Regions from separate parts of the Mus musculus genome. Here all the other regions are linked to region 2. Evidence: chromatin contacts called from public Hi-C, HiChIP or PLAC-seq and promoter capture Hi-C data. All regions are on one chromosome and are shown on one strand. The core of a region is the stretch at or near the end of the contact, and the rest is flanking DNA. Distances in the headings are between cores, read along the strand shown.

Region 1 (2,700 bases), core at 46-2,545, 1.3 Mb after region 2:
TGGGGGTGGGGGTGGGACTTCTGGTATATTCTTAGAATGATACAGTTCACATCTTTTTTTTTTAATTAGATATTTTCTTCATTTACATTTCAAATGCTATTCCCAAAGCCCTTTATACCCTCCCCCTGCCCTGTTCCCAAACCCACCCACTCCTACTTCCTGGACCTGCCATTCCCCTGTACTGGGGCATATGATCTTCTCAAGACCAAGGCCCTCTCCTCCCATTGATTGCAGACTCGGCCATCCTCTGCTACATATGCAACTGAAGACACAACTCTGGGGGTTACTGGTTAGTTCATATTGTTGTTCCTCCTATAGGGTTGCAGACCGCTTTAGTTCCTTGGGTACTTTCTCTAGCTGCTTCATTAGGGGCACTGTGTTCACATCTTTAAGGTGACATTTTCTGAGATTTTCCAGTAACGTATACCCACATGCCCAGCATTACTACTAGGTTTGGACATATTTTGTATTTCTTGCAATGTAAAACTATAAAAAAAGAAGAAGAAAATATAGAAGGCACGTCTTTCTACTGTTAACTATAGAATGCCATACAGAAATCTTCTCATTCTGCCTCTCCCAGTGTTATCCCGTGTGTTCTTTAAACCTAAAAGTCGTAGTTTAATGTTTGTACGATTCAATGGTGCAGTAGAAAGACTCTCATTTGCTAACTTTAAAATTTTTTTTTCTTCTATTTTAAGGCTTTTGTAAGAAAAAGAGACGTTAAAATGGACATTTAGTATTTTTATCTTTGAGTAAATAAATTACATTCAGCCCAAGCATTATGACGGCTATTAAAGCTAAGAGTTACCATTTCCCACAGGATTTAAACCACTGGAGTCTGGGGCAACATTTATCACTAGGAACAAGAGTTTTACTGAAGAGGAATAAACACATTTACAATGTGTCTAAATAATGTCTGAGGCCAATTTCATTTGCATGCTAGTGACCCCTTCCACTCTTTCTTACAACTTTCCCTTCAACTGCATGATGTTTATTGGTTCATTATTTGTAAAATAGTAAAACCTCAGCTTAAAAAAAATGCATTGTGTCTTTAATTTAAAAACCACCTAAGGGCCCTATGGGGTATATTAAATCTGTCTCTTTGCCGTATATCTTGATGTACATTTTACTTGAAACCAGGTGTTTTGTATATTGAACTTTTTAACACTGCAGGGAGGTAAGTATTCACAGCTGGAGTTTTATGCTTCACACATTTTCATGTTTGAGAACAAGAAGGAACCCCTAAGAAAAACCCCTCCAGCCTGAAGAGAGGCCAAACAAAGCGCTTCTGTATCTAGTGGCAGAACACGGATATGATGAAGTCACTGATAGCAGCCCTGAATGCAAAATAGCTGCCAGGGAAACCTAGACAAAAAGTTTCACGGAATCCAAATGCCCAGGTTCTCAGATCAATCACAAGTGAGGAGGTTGTCACTGCAGAGAGCCACTAAAAGGCAGCTTCAAAGGCTTAAAGAGAGGGGAGACAAGCTTTTGTCCGACAGGCTTTTGTCTTCTCGACCAACATTGGAAGGCAGCTCCCATCGACTGAAAGGCCAAGTTAATCTATTTCTAGTGATCATTGTTCCTCTGTGTTTAGTTAGCCTCAAATCATTAAAGAAAAATAAGTAGGTTGGCATGACCCAAAAAAGTCGTGATTTTTCCAGTGGGGTACATTTGTATAGATTGGATATTTTGCATGTGTTCTTGTGTGAAAGAGAGTAAAGAAGCGTCTCACCCCACAAACAAATGCACCCAGCCCAGTGCTTCTTAGCCCCAACAGTGAGGCTCTGCGTTTGCAGATCAAGACAGGAGAGGATAGCTTCAAATTCAACACTTCGCACTCATAACCGGTTCTCTTCTGCATCCAGTTTCTTCCCTGACGTCTTTGTAACAATCTTACAACATAAAAGTCTTCTGCCACTGTTTCACTAGGCTTCCCAGAGAAATTTGTCATGGTGTTATGGGGGTATTTCTTTCTTTGAGGAGTATAAGAATCACTGAGTGGTTCAGGAGGGTTCTGTGCTGGGAATAAGGGAGGTAGCACTCAGGTGATGATACAAAATCTCTATCACCTGTTATGATGGAATTCTAATGCTGCCTAGACACAGAAAAAAGTTCATTTTAGCTCAGATGGTCTCAGATCAATGTAGACTCTACAGATGCACCTAGCACTCCATAACAAAGCTGCTTACTTAAGATTATCACCCTTGGAGAACAGGCCTATTTACCAGGCACAGGCACAATGCAAACTGTGCCACTTGTGTCTCTAGTTAAATGAGTAACTCCCATTTTGCCCTAAGACCTCAAAGACCAGTATTGCAGAATTGCATTCTGCAAGGGCCCTACAGTGGGAACAATATGATTCCATGCCAAGGGGAAAAAGTATAATAACTGCTTAAAGTTGAAAGAATAATCCACCAAGATTACCAAGAGAGAATATGCCTTAATGTCACCAGTAGGTACAAATGAAGAGTAACCTGCGTATGACAAGAGGGGACCAACCTGAAAAGGAACTTGACAGAACTGCTTGCAGTAGATTGACTGCTTCTTCAAACTTAAGTTTGAGCCTACTATGTTTGGCTATTAATTCTCTGAATGTACATTTTAATACTTTGCAACACAAAAGGTCACTTGGATTGTTTGCCAGTTCAAGCAGGGAGTATTGTTGTAAAATATAGAGATAAAAATTCTTCATTTCCC
Region 2 (2,700 bases), core at 47-2,546:
AAAAATAGTAATTACAGAAAAGGGTTTCTTAAAGCTGTATTTTGGTGTGTTCAATACATTGTGTTTTGGTCTTAAACGAGTTTTTCCAAACCAATTCGTAGTTGCAGTATACACTAACTTACATTAAGGTTTTTGAAAGTCAACACTTTTTAAAGCTCGAAATTTGTTTTAAAGAAGGATGAAGGGGGCGGGGGGGGTGTTGGGAGTAGTTAGTAACTAAATCATGGGGCTTGTTTTTAAAGATATCGGTGTGGAAACTGCTTAGTTCCATTTGAAGAAGTTCTGGTATTGATGGACAGCATTGTAAGAAGAGACGTGGTTAATTTTTGCTGGGCCATGGGCTGTACATGGGACTGTGCCTTCCACCTACTTTGTTCTCTCTGATAACGGGCATCTTAAGCAAGTGGTTTTCGACTTGGGAATATCTGGATCCTTAAGATTTGATCCTGTAACCGGTAGGCTTGTTCTGAAGTACGGAGAGGCAAAAGTGGGCGCTAGTGGGCGCTGTGGATCCGTAGAAGTCACAGCCGTGGTTCAGTTTTTCAAAATCGGTCTTGGGCAAGCAACCGAGTATCACAACTGCCACTTCTCTGACTGATAGTTGTCCGGGTCACACCTAACTTCCTGGCCACTGTGGGGTCGCGGGGTGTCCCGGGAGCTAGTGAAGAAAAGTCCTCCCAGACGTTGGTAGTGGAGCTTTGGAGGCGCTGTTCTTGCGGGGAGAGGACCGGAAAGGGAGCGGGCGCACGGAGTTGGGTCTCGGGGTCGGGAAGGGCGGCAGACTGGCTCGCACTGCCGGTGGGCTGCTAAGGCTCTCAGCCTCGTGAGAGTCTGATTTGAGTTGCGTCGGACCGGGCCGGAACACTTGGTGCCAGAATCAAGTTAGAAGGCCCTCAGTTAATGGCTCAGAGGGATCCGCCAAGTACCAGGGCGCCATACGCGCGAGGGGCGGCAGGGAGCGAGCGCCACAAGGCGGAACGCTGCGTCCACCACGTCTCGCCCTATCCTAGCGAGGGCACTCGCCAGCACAGGCACTTGCCGGGCGAGGTGACCCTGCTGGTGCGAGTGGCTAAGAGGCGACCAACCCTGTGCCCGGCGCCCAGCGGGGCTCGTCCTGGGGGCGGGGCTCACCTGTCAGGGGCGCCCTACCTCTGGGTGCCCAGTGTCGGGTAGGGGGCGGCAGACTGACGGGAATGCTGCCCAATCAGCGCGCGCTCGCGGCGCGGCGAGCCAATGGGCTGCGTTTGACTGGGCGGGGCCCCGCGTTTATAGTGCTCTGACAGCGCGCCCGGCGCGCTGACTCTCCGCGGCGGGGACAGAGGCACCGGTCGGATCGCGGAGCTGCGCGCAGAGCGGGTCCTGGCGCCCTCCCCGCACACAAAGGCCCGCGCGCGTCAGACGCCTGCGGGGGTTCCAGTGCTCTCCTGACTGCTTAGTGGCCGCGAGTTGCGAGGATTCAGGAGGCGCCCTTTATCTCTGCGCTCCAGGACATGGAACCGCGCCGACGCGGCGCTCGCTTGCCCGGGCCACTGCCCGCTGTCCTGGATCTATAGTCAGGCGGCCCCTCTCGGGGAGCAGCACCCGCCGCCTCACACCGACTCGTCTCTCCGCTGCGGGCCTTTGTCCCGGCCCAGTGCCCTCGCCGCGCCCGCCCTCCGCGGCTGGCCCGGCACCCTGGAGCCGCACGGGAGCCGACTGTCCCAGCTGCGTCCGGCGCAGCGCCCCGGAGCCCCGAGTCCGCCGAGCCGCCGCGCCCCGCGCGTTCGACCCCACCCCGCGCGCTGAGGGACGCGCAGGGTGAGCGCACCTGGCCTCGGCGACCGCGGGAGCGGCGCGGCGTGTCCGCCCCGGAGGATTGGGGGTCGCTGCCCGCGGCCGGTCCCAACGCGTCCCGGAGTGCGCAGAACTGGGAGCGGCTTGGGCATGGCCATGGCCCGGTCCAGGAGGGACTCTGTGTGGAAGTACTGTTGGGGACTTTTGATGGTTTTGTGCAGAACTGCGATCTCCAGATCGATAGTTTTAGAGCCTATCTACTGGAATTCCTCGAACTCCAAGTAAGTGGTGTCCACGAGCCTTCTCTCTTCCGCGGTGCCCTCGGCCGGCGCCCGGGGTACGCTGTATGGTCCGGGCGGGAGGAGGCCTTGGACCCTGTTTCTAGAACCTGGGGCTCCTGTCCCCTATCCCCCACCCTTCCACATTTCTCTAGGTGGGGACCGGTTGATCTTGAGAGCGCGGGTTCCAAGGGTACTCTAATTAGGCTCCAACCTCAAGTGCTCTAGGAGTCCCAAAGCCCTGGCGACTTGGTGGCATGCCCGGTAAGGTGTCTGATGGCGCTACCCGGCCTCCTTTCTTTTTCGAGGACGGAGGACGTTGCCACTAACGGGGCTACAGACACACATTGGCGGGCTCCGAGAGATGCTGCGCTTGCGAGGAGCGCGGGAGCCACGGGCCGGGGCCCAGCGAGAAGGCGACAAGAACTGAGAGTCTGGGGTGGTGGAGCGTCCCTTAGAGGAAGGGAGCTGGGCCCGGGGCGTCCCTGAGCCGGGATACCTCGGCGCCTTCTTGCTAGCCCGAATGTGCGCGGGGAGCTCGATGGCTCAGCCAGAGAGCTCAGGCGGCGAGCTCTCTGCATGTCGGCCTCTCCCTTCGCGTCGGAACTGGTGGTCTAGGTCCAGTGCGGCGCGGTCCACTTAGGTGGCT
Region 3 (2,810 bases), core at 91-2,590, 1.2 Mb after region 2:
AAACTTTTGTTTTCTGTTCCCAAAGTAGTTCTTTTACAGAATATTTTGGCTCTCCTGAATGTCCATTTTAAAGTGGCAACTTAACATATTCTGATATAGGAAAAGCAAAATACTGATATGCAAATGTTACAATCAAGAAAAGTAACTTCAATCCTGGTGTCTTAGTCAGGGTTTCTATTCCTGCACAAACATCATGACCAAGAAGCAAGTTGGGGAGGAAAAGGTTTATTCAGCTTACAATTCCATACTGCTGTTCATCACCAAGGAAGTCAGGACTGGAACTCAAGCAGGACAGGAAGCAGGAGCTGATGCAGAGGCCATGGAGGGATGTTCTTTACTGGCTTGCCTCACCTGGCTTGCTCAGCCTGCTCTCTTATAGAACCCAAGACTACCAGCCCAGAGATGGTCCCACCCACAAGGGGCCTTTCCCCCTTGATCACTAATTGAGAAAATGCCTTACAGTTGGATCTCATGGAGGCATTTCCTCAACTGAAGCTTCTTTCTCTATGATAACTCCAGCTGTGTCAAGTTGACACAAAACTAGCCAGTACACCTGGCTAGATGGTTCATCGGCTGAAACACTTGTCACACAAACCTCATGAACTTGATACCAGTCTTGGAAATTATCAAAAGTCAGGAAGAGAAAGAAGTTTTATATAGTTCTCTATCTTCCACACACATGTCATCTCATGTGTATATCAATGTACACTTGTTGTGTAGACATAGTAGTATTCAAATTTATTGAAAAAAAAGTTTGAGAAAATTAACTGCAGATATGTGTGCCTGAGAATGCATTAACACAAAAGTATGGCCCAGTCCTGCACATCAGCCTATAAGGATATTTCTATTTGTATAATATTGAAACTACCATCCTCACACATAGCAACCTTTATGGTGGCTCTGAGCAAGTGAAACAGCAAAGTCTGAATCCAGCAGTTGGACTTATGCTTGTCCTTTAAATAGTTAAAGTACAGACCCAGCACTTTGCTGGATGAGCTAGCTAGGCTCTGATTTGTCCTATCTCTTCTATCGAAGGTTCCCTAAAGGGCTGTCCATGATTTATCCAACAGTGCCCAAGGAAGATACGTTTTCTCAGCTTGAGAGTCTGTTTGTGAAGGCTGGAATTTATCTTGCTGCCAGATACAAAAGAGGCTGAGAATTCCCAAGTTCTGCATCATCGTGGAGGAGCAAGTGAACTGATTTCTGTGTCAGTTATTCCATTTGCTCCCGGGAGCAATCGTTCTTTCCAGATTCAAGTCCTGTTGACTCCTTTCCAAACCTCAAGCAATTCTTGCCAAGCCATTTTGGAGAGGCGGTTCTTGGAGAACACACAACCATATGGAATGGAACTCATGCTCCATGCCAGCCCACACTGCAGAATTTGCATAATGCAAACCATGGTCCACCCTATTGTAAGAAGGGCTTTGGAAAATATTCATTTCTAGGGACTCCATGCTAAGGTCTAGCAAATTTTCTATACAAACAGCCTCAAAGAATGGCTTGGTAATGAATTGCATCAGTATTCACTAATATTAAGTTCAAAAGGATGAAAGTATGAAGCAGTAGTACAGTGTCGCACCTAAGCCCACTCCTACTGGACATTGTTCATTTCTTGAGGTTCATTCCTTGTGTGTTGCTTGGTCATCATTATCATCCTCAGCTGACTACAGTGCCTATCAATAAGTATATGCTGAAGAAACGTATTGTTGCCCTATTCCCAACAGTTCATTCCATGTTCCTTCAAACTGAGAAAAAAACCCCATAGACAAAGATACAAAGAGATGGTGTGTTTTGGGGGTATAAATCAAAAAAGTTATTTTCAACAGATAGCTGCTAGGAGAAGGAAAATCATTTTTCTTCAATGAAGTGATATTGGATATATCTACAGCACACCAGGAATGGCTCCACACTCAAGAGGAATCATCCAACTTCCATGAGTTTGGATTTTCCTTTGATAGGGAAAACACAATGCTGGATAGGTAAGGAGGTAATAAATTACCTGGGAAGAATGCAGAAGAGGAATAAACATAGTCAAAACATGAATTTTTTGAAAGAATAAAGAAACATTATTTTCCTAAATATTCAAATTCAGAGGAGATTGTCTTGATCATGTTTATAAATATAATATTTGTTCTTCTTCTTAAGGTGCTTTTAGAAGTACTAATCTTGAGACTTTCAATATTATAGTCCCCAGACATAAATTTATATATTATATACCAGTAGCAAACCAATTATCAAGGTGCACAAAATTTTTTTCAATTTATTTTTTGTTTTAATTTATTTATCTATCTATCTATCTATCTATCTATCTATCTATCTATCTATCTATCATCTATCTATTTACTTAATTTTACACTCCAGATTTTATCCCACCCGTGTCCACCCTCTGAATGTTCCACATCTCATACCTCCTCCCCATCTCCGTCCCCAAGAGGATGTCCCCACCCCCAACCCCCCAGCCAATCAGACCTCTGAAATCCCTGGGGCCACAAGTCTCTTGAGGGTTAGGTGCATCTTCTCTGACTGAACCCAGATCCTGCAGTCCTCTGCTGTATGTGTGTTGGGAGCCTCATATCAGCTGCTGTATGCTACCTGGTTGGTGGTCCAGTGTTTGAAAGATCTCGGGGTTGTAGGTTAATTGAGACTCCAAAATGCACCAGAGACCTGAGAAGTGAGAGACACTCAGGACTCAAAGGGAGGGACCTCAGATGAAATGCCCAACAATAGGGAGAGGGAACTTACAGAGCCTACCTCCAGCAGGAAGACAGGGCATCAAGTGAGGTAGGGGGTTGCCATCACATAGTCAAAAC
Region 4 (2,764 bases), core at 89-2,588, 1.2 Mb after region 2:
TATTATTTCTATCAATCACTGTAGTTTTATTTAAGATCATTTGAACAATTTATTGCTCTATGATGATTTTAGAAAAGCCTTGTCCATGATAAAATTAGCAGGTGATTGTCTTTCCTGACATATTCCCCAAATGAGTTTATTACAATTCTTGATATCATAAGAGGCTTCAGGGGAGAATTTAGCTAGGAATCAGACATAGTTCGGTCATAAAGGGGTTCCTAAAGACCTAGAAAAGAAACATCTTTTAAGGACCCAGTTTTTAAAAGAATAATGAACACACAATTTAATGATTATACTTGAGATTAATGTCTGTATAATTTAGGGAACACCCACAAGATGATAACTTGATGTAGACTGACTTTCTGGCAACTCAAAGAGCAGCAGCAGTTTATGAATGATCTTTGTATGTGCACATGCACATCTGTCTGTATGCATGTGCAAGATCTTCAAAAGTCCAGCCATTTTCCAAGCACTAATATTATAAATGACTTTATAAATCCTGAAAGAAAAATTATTCACCAGAATTTTTAGAACCACTTCCAGCAGCATGTCTCCAGAGTCAAATAGAGCTGTCTTCATCATTTTTACATATAGACTTCCTCAAACACTAAAAAGAATGATAATCGCCTAATTATAAATTCACTGTTAATATAGCCTTCGAGCTGAGAACATTTCACTCCAGTAGTTAGTTTAGTCTGTGGTAAATTCTCACTGTTATTTAATGTCATTTATCACCTGCTGTTTTGTCTTACTGAGAACATCCTGCTTGCCCTGTGCTGTCTACAGTACATGGACCTTCTGTGACTTTAATGTACTCTGAACAAAGGCTCTAAAGTGCTGCTATCGGGAGGATTTTGGCAACTTGCCTCAGATATGTTCAAGCCATTTTACTGCCTGTCACTCAGTGCTGTACAAATTGAACTCAGAGGAGAGGTAAAAAGGGTCTATCAGGCACTTTTTTTTCTGGGAAAAATATGCTAATAAAGCGCCCTCAGCAGGAAGCAGTCCGTGTCTGAAAGAGTTTTGTCAACTCTGAATTAATTTTGTGTGTTAAGAAACACGGGGTGCTTCTAGAGCCAGTCTGTGGTAATTAATCCTTCCTGTTTCTGGAAGAACAGAACTGTAATAAATGCAGCCCAGATTTAACAGATGTGTGCACACAATGTCTGCTTTATGAGGGGTAAAACAAAATGATAGGTACGGAACAAAAAAAAAAATGTTGATTTGAAAAAGAAAAAAAGAAAAAGAAAAGAAACTGAAACAGTATGGAAAGCATGAAGCTTGGAATTCCCAGAGTTTATGCAAATACACTCCTCCTTTAAATGTTCACAGACAACGTGGTTTTGAAAACATCTGTCCATAGGATTGAATGCTGTGAGGAGACTGAAAAAGACAGATGTTTCATATTCCTTAGAAATTTAAGAAGAAAAAGAAAAGGCATGCAGACATTCGGAATGGGATAGTGCTTGCCTTTGTAGGTGTGGTTGGTGTTAGTCTGTTATAATTAAATGGTTATTTAATACTGGGATACATTTTTCATTATCTTACCTCTTATATTTTTTCCTGCGTACTTCATTATAGAAGACAAATTCAAATGACTTCATCTGTAAATGCAAAAACAAGACCTGTGCAGTGATGACTTGCATGCTTTTGTGTCTGATTATAGAAGCAAGGTGTGTAAATTGTGCTACTAACGTATACATTTGGTATGTTCAGATACCAGTTTCACATTAAGGTCAATAGAGGCAGGTCAACATGCAATTCATTAAAACAATTCCCTCTTGGATAAAGTGATTTCAGTTTTCAAGTAACAAAACAGTATAATCAGTTTTGGGCATTTCTCTCTTTTTTGTCCTTTTTTTCTTTTTAGTTATAACTTTCTTTTTAATCGTACTGGACTAATTCTGCCTTCATAGCTGGGAATCATCAGTTGCATAAATAGAACAGACTGGAGTGACAGAGATTGTCTGAATGTTCAGGCAATAGCAGTCGTTCTTGATAGGGCATGCTTTAAACAGATCTTAGGACTCCTTTCTTGTTTGTAAAGAAGATATCTGAACATATATGTAAAAACAAAAATCAACATTTTCAGGTTTGATATGAAGGCTATATGATATATTCATTCTTCACTACTTTGCACATAGCCTGCTATAAAGAACACACACACAAACAACTGTTTCCAACAAAATGTATCATTTGTTTCATACAGAAACAGCAGGGTTTTTTTTTTGATTATTCAACATCATCTTATAAGACATGCCTCATAAATTTCTACATCAATTTTACAAGGGAACCTTGTACTGGAGAATTTCTCTTATCATCATTGTACTGGCTAGTTTTGTGTCAACTTGACACAGCTGGAGTTATCACAGAGAAAGGAGCTTCAGTTGAGGAAATGCCTCCATGAAATCCAACTGTAAGGCATTTTCTCAATTAGTGATGAAGGGGGAAAGGCCCCTTGTGGGTGGTGCCATTTCTGGGCTGGTAGTCTTGAGTTCTATAAGAGAGTAGGCTGAGCAAGCCATGGGAAGCAAGCCAGTAAAGAACATCCCTCCATGGCCTCTGCATCAGCTCCTGCTTCCTGACCTGCTTGAGTTCCAGTCCTGACATCCTTGGTGATAAACAGCAGTATGGAATTGTAAGCTGAATAAACCCTTTCTTCCCCAACTTGTTTCTTGGTCATGCATGATCTTTGTGGAGGAATAGAAACCCTGACTAAGACAAATTGGTACCAGCGGAGTGGAGTATTCCTGTGACAACCTGA
Region 5 (2,877 bases), core at 345-2,844, 1.2 Mb after region 2:
GAGATTATACACATCTCACTTTCTATGAGCCATGTAATTTACTAACAATAAACTATAAAAGGGAGTGGGTATTTTAAAAATTGAAATGTGTTGGTTTATAAATTTTGGTCAACTTTTCACCACGTCTTTTAGTTGTCTCCCTATCTATATGAAGGGGGTACAATGATTAAGACCCAAGTCCTACTACATATCTAGATTTCCCACCATGTGCTATAGGTAACAAATTTACGTTATGGTAATTCATTCATCTACAATGATAGAGACTTAGGAGAATAAATAGATTCTGAGGTATACTACTTGCTAATTAAACTCTTTTGGTTTTACTCAAACTACTTTTTAAGCAATGGGGGTAGATAATCACACTTCCTCTTCATCTTTTGAACATCAGATTGTAGGAAATAAAGAATATTATAGGGCTAGGCTGGGTGTGTAGTTGTGATCTCATTAGTCAGGGATGCCAAAGCAACAAGTTAATGACTTTAAGATCAGGCTTCTGTACCTAGAAAGACCAAATTTTGAAAGCAAATGTAAAGGAAATGAGTAGTGTAGAAGTCATTAAGTTAATGGAATCCTTATAATACATAGTAGAATTATTAAAAGAAAATAGTAAATTGCTTAATAACAGGACCAATGTTTTATTAAACCTGTGCAAAAAAAAATTGCCAGCATGTTTTGTAATTGGTTTTTCTCAATTAAAACACACAGACACACACACACACACAGACACACACACACACACACACACACACACACACACACACACACACACACAGCAGAGATAGTAATAAGAACCTTCTACAGTGGTATTGAGAGGCAGGTTTGACAGGTTAGATTTTTCTGTTCATAGTATTTAGTTTGTGCTTGGGAAATGTTTAGATTTATCTGTAATGACTCCAGGAGTCTCATATGGTGAATATTTTCCTTTCCTCTTTTTAATTGGATATTTTATTTATTTACATTTCAAATATTATCCCCTTTCCTGATTTCCCCTCCAGAAACTCCCATCCCATTCACCCTCCTCTTGCTTCTATGAGAGTGAGGAATGCAGGGATGGTTTAATATACAGAAATCCATCAATGTAATCCACTATATAAACAAACTCACAGGAAAAAAAAAACACTATTATCTCATTAGATGCTGAGAAAGCATTTGACAAAATTCAACACCCCTTCATGGTAAGAGCATTGGGAAGATCAGGAATTAAGGCCCATACCTAAACATAGTAAAAGGATATTTTTTCTTAAATAATAGCTAGGGGAAAATCCCTCAAGGTACAGGTCAACAATTTCAAGAAAAAGGAAGCAAACAGTCAAGTCTTGTGTTAGTTGAAGCAAGAGAAAAATGACTTTCTACCTTCAAAGTAATTAGTGAAAGAAAATGATTGCTAAGGCAACCTATCTGCAGCCTGAAAACTCCACAAATATAAAATTTGTCTATGCAGTAAGACGGGGAAAAAAAAAAAAAAAAAAAAAAAAAACCTTCCACATGGAGCATTCTGCAGTTTAAATACTTACCTTTTCTTTATCTAGATCTAGTTAGTGTACAAGATTGCTTTTAGTCAAGAACTGGTCTGGCTAGTTCCACTTCTCATGGTTGATACATCCCTACTCATGTTCATTATGCTAATTGGACTTATTATCTCTTGATCACAACCCAGGTATTTGCCCCACCTTGATATTTAGTTAAGGGGCCATGAGCTAAGAAAACGATGTTTTCAAAAATGTTTCTCAAATTAAGTTCTATGTCAACACAGGAAATGTCCAGTCAAAAGTATTGAAAGTAAATTAGTATGAAATACATATTTATGAAATATGCATTCTTCTGACCCTCTGGACTTCTCTGTCTCTTCCCCTACCTGATCATTAACCGAATTTTCCCCTCCCCTCCTCTTTCCCTTCCCAGTACCTTTTTCTCTCTACTTCTCATGATTATTGTGTTCCCCTTTCTTAGTGGGATTGAAGCATCCACAGTTTTGTGTTCCTTCTAGTTAAGCTTCATATGGTTTGTGAGCTGAATAATGGGTATTCTGAGCTTTGAAGCTAATATTCACTTACAGGTGAATACATACCATGTGAGTCCTTTTGGGTCTGGGTTACCTCACAATTATTTTCTATTTTGATCCTTGCCTACAAAATTCATGAAGTCATTGTTATTAATAGCTGCATGGGGGTGTAGGTTAAAAAGGGGGGCAGGTTCGGGTATGGAAAGATACAGGAGAAAAATATAGATGGTCAAAAGAATGAATGGAAATATGTAGCAGTAGGGAGGTGGGAGGTGGGGGAAGGGGACCACTAGAAAGTCCCAGACACCAGGGAAACAAGATGTTCTCAGGACACAACAGGGATGACATTAGCCAAAATACTCAACAGAGGAGAGATAAAACCTGAAGAGACCAGAGACCATTTCCAGTTGGCCCCCAGTTGAAGGATGCAGCAACCCAACCATCTTCAAAGTTTTTAACCCAGACTTGTTCCTGTCTAAAGGAAATGCAGGGACAAAAATTGGAGCAGAAACTAAATGAAAGGCCATCCAGAGACTGTTCCACCTTGGGAGCCATTACATCTGCAGACACCAAACCCAGTCACTATTGCTGATGTCAAGAAGTGCTCACACAGAGGAGCCTAGTATGGCTATCCCCTGAGAGGCTCCAACATTATCTAAGACAGGTGCAGAAACTCATATTGGACTGAGCATGGGGGATCCATTGTAAGAGTTAGGGGAAGGACTGAAGGAACTGAAGGGGATTGCAACCCTAAGGGAGAAAAACAATACCAACAAAACCACAGAGCTCCTCGGGACTAAACCACGAAACAAAGAGTATACATGAGGGATCCATGGCTCCTGCTACATATATATCAGAGAATTGCCTTAGCTGGC

What was found. Promoter capture Hi-C pulls out the DNA fragments that hold promoters and counts their contacts. A called contact is a pair of places that touch in the nucleus more often than the background predicts. HiChIP or PLAC-seq counts read pairs in DNA pulled down with a chosen protein or histone mark.
Region 1: a contact with region 2 is called in a promoter capture Hi-C map of second pharyngeal arch cranial neural crest. The contact joins the enhancer-like site here to the promoter of Efnb2 in region 2. A contact is called at or near these places in 8 of 39 promoter capture datasets (the 3T3-L1 cell line, 3T3-L1-derived adipocytes, cranial neural crest and 5 more), 1 of 484 Hi-C or Micro-C datasets (neural progenitor cells), 6 of 115 datasets of contacts at active chromatin or transcription factors (astrocytes, embryonic forebrain, embryonic limb bud and 3 more) and 1 of 9 other capture datasets (embryonic stem cells).
Region 3: a contact with region 2 is called in a promoter capture Hi-C map of hippocampal neurons, with 8 times the contacts expected there. The contact joins the enhancer-like site here to the promoter of Efnb2 in region 2. A contact is called at or near these places in 11 of 39 promoter capture datasets (the 3T3-L1 cell line, 3T3-L1-derived adipocytes, cranial neural crest and 7 more), 1 of 15 datasets of contacts at CTCF or cohesin (the NIH/3T3 cell line), 3 of 484 Hi-C or Micro-C datasets (cerebral cortex, cortical neurons and gonadal supporting cells), 7 of 115 datasets of contacts at active chromatin or transcription factors (embryonic forebrain, embryonic hindbrain, embryonic midbrain and 4 more) and 1 of 9 other capture datasets (embryonic stem cells).
Region 4: a contact with region 2 is called in an H3K4me3 HiChIP or PLAC-seq map of craniofacial prominence, with 11 times the contacts expected there. The contact joins the enhancer-like site here to the promoter of Efnb2 in region 2. A contact is called at or near these places in 5 of 39 promoter capture datasets (cranial neural crest, frontonasal cranial neural crest, liver and 2 more), 4 of 484 Hi-C or Micro-C datasets (cerebellum, cerebral cortex, cranial neural crest and 1 more), 10 of 115 datasets of contacts at active chromatin or transcription factors (the NIH/3T3 cell line, astrocytes, craniofacial prominence and 7 more) and 3 of 9 other capture datasets (adipose tissue, embryonic trunk and liver).
Region 5: a Hi-C map of epidermal suprabasal cells shows a contact between it and region 2, with 2.9 times the contacts expected there. The contact joins the enhancer-like site here to the promoter of Efnb2 in region 2. A contact is called at or near these places in 12 of 39 promoter capture datasets (the 3T3-L1 cell line, 3T3-L1-derived adipocytes, the HPC-7 cell line and 7 more), 2 of 484 Hi-C or Micro-C datasets (adipose-derived mesenchymal stem cells and epidermal suprabasal cells), 7 of 115 datasets of contacts at active chromatin or transcription factors (the NIH/3T3 cell line, astrocytes, craniofacial prominence and 4 more) and 3 of 9 other capture datasets (adipose tissue, embryonic stem cells and liver).

Annotation. Positions count from the first base shown.
Region 1 is chr8:7,321,631-7,324,330 of GRCm38.p6, reverse strand. No RefSeq gene overlaps it. Among named protein-coding and RNA genes, the nearest start is that of Gm17215, 58 kb to the left of the region's middle. Within about 2 kb of position 1,295, at least 18 of the 459 cell types and tissues checked have an H3K27ac peak or open chromatin away from gene starts, as enhancers often do. A contact at or near this core is called in embryonic limb bud, neural progenitor cells, neural tube and 1 more, where this site is marked.
Region 2 is chr8:8,659,838-8,662,537 of GRCm38.p6, reverse strand. It overlaps Efnb2 (ephrin B2), which reads left to right and starts at 1,296. Exons shown (of 5, transcript NM_010111.6): 1 at 1,296-2,054. The coding sequence starts at 1,924.
Region 3 is chr8:7,467,946-7,470,755 of GRCm38.p6, reverse strand. All of the region lies in intron 2 of Gm30954 (a long non-coding RNA gene), which reads left to right. Among named protein-coding and RNA genes, the nearest start is that of Gm26427, 41 kb to the right of the region's middle. Within about 2 kb of position 1,340, at least 11 of the 459 cell types and tissues checked have an H3K27ac peak or open chromatin away from gene starts, as enhancers often do. A contact at or near this core is called in hippocampal neurons, where this site is marked.
Region 4 is chr8:7,438,670-7,441,433 of GRCm38.p6, reverse strand. It overlaps Gm30954 (a long non-coding RNA gene), which reads left to right. Exons shown (of 7, transcript XR_870116.1): 3 at 1,582-1,673. Among named protein-coding and RNA genes, the nearest start is that of Gm26427, 12 kb to the right of the region's middle. Within about 2 kb of position 1,338, at least 21 of the 459 cell types and tissues checked have an H3K27ac peak or open chromatin away from gene starts, as enhancers often do. A contact at or near this core is called in craniofacial prominence, embryonic limb bud and second pharyngeal arch cranial neural crest, where this site is marked.
Region 5 is chr8:7,497,033-7,499,909 of GRCm38.p6, reverse strand. The region is part of intron 2 of Gm30954 (a long non-coding RNA gene); the gene reads left to right. Among named protein-coding and RNA genes, the nearest start is that of Gm26427, 70 kb to the right of the region's middle. Within about 2 kb of position 1,594, at least 1 of the 459 cell types and tissues checked has an H3K27ac peak or open chromatin away from gene starts, as enhancers often do. A contact at or near this core is called in epidermal suprabasal cells, where this site is marked.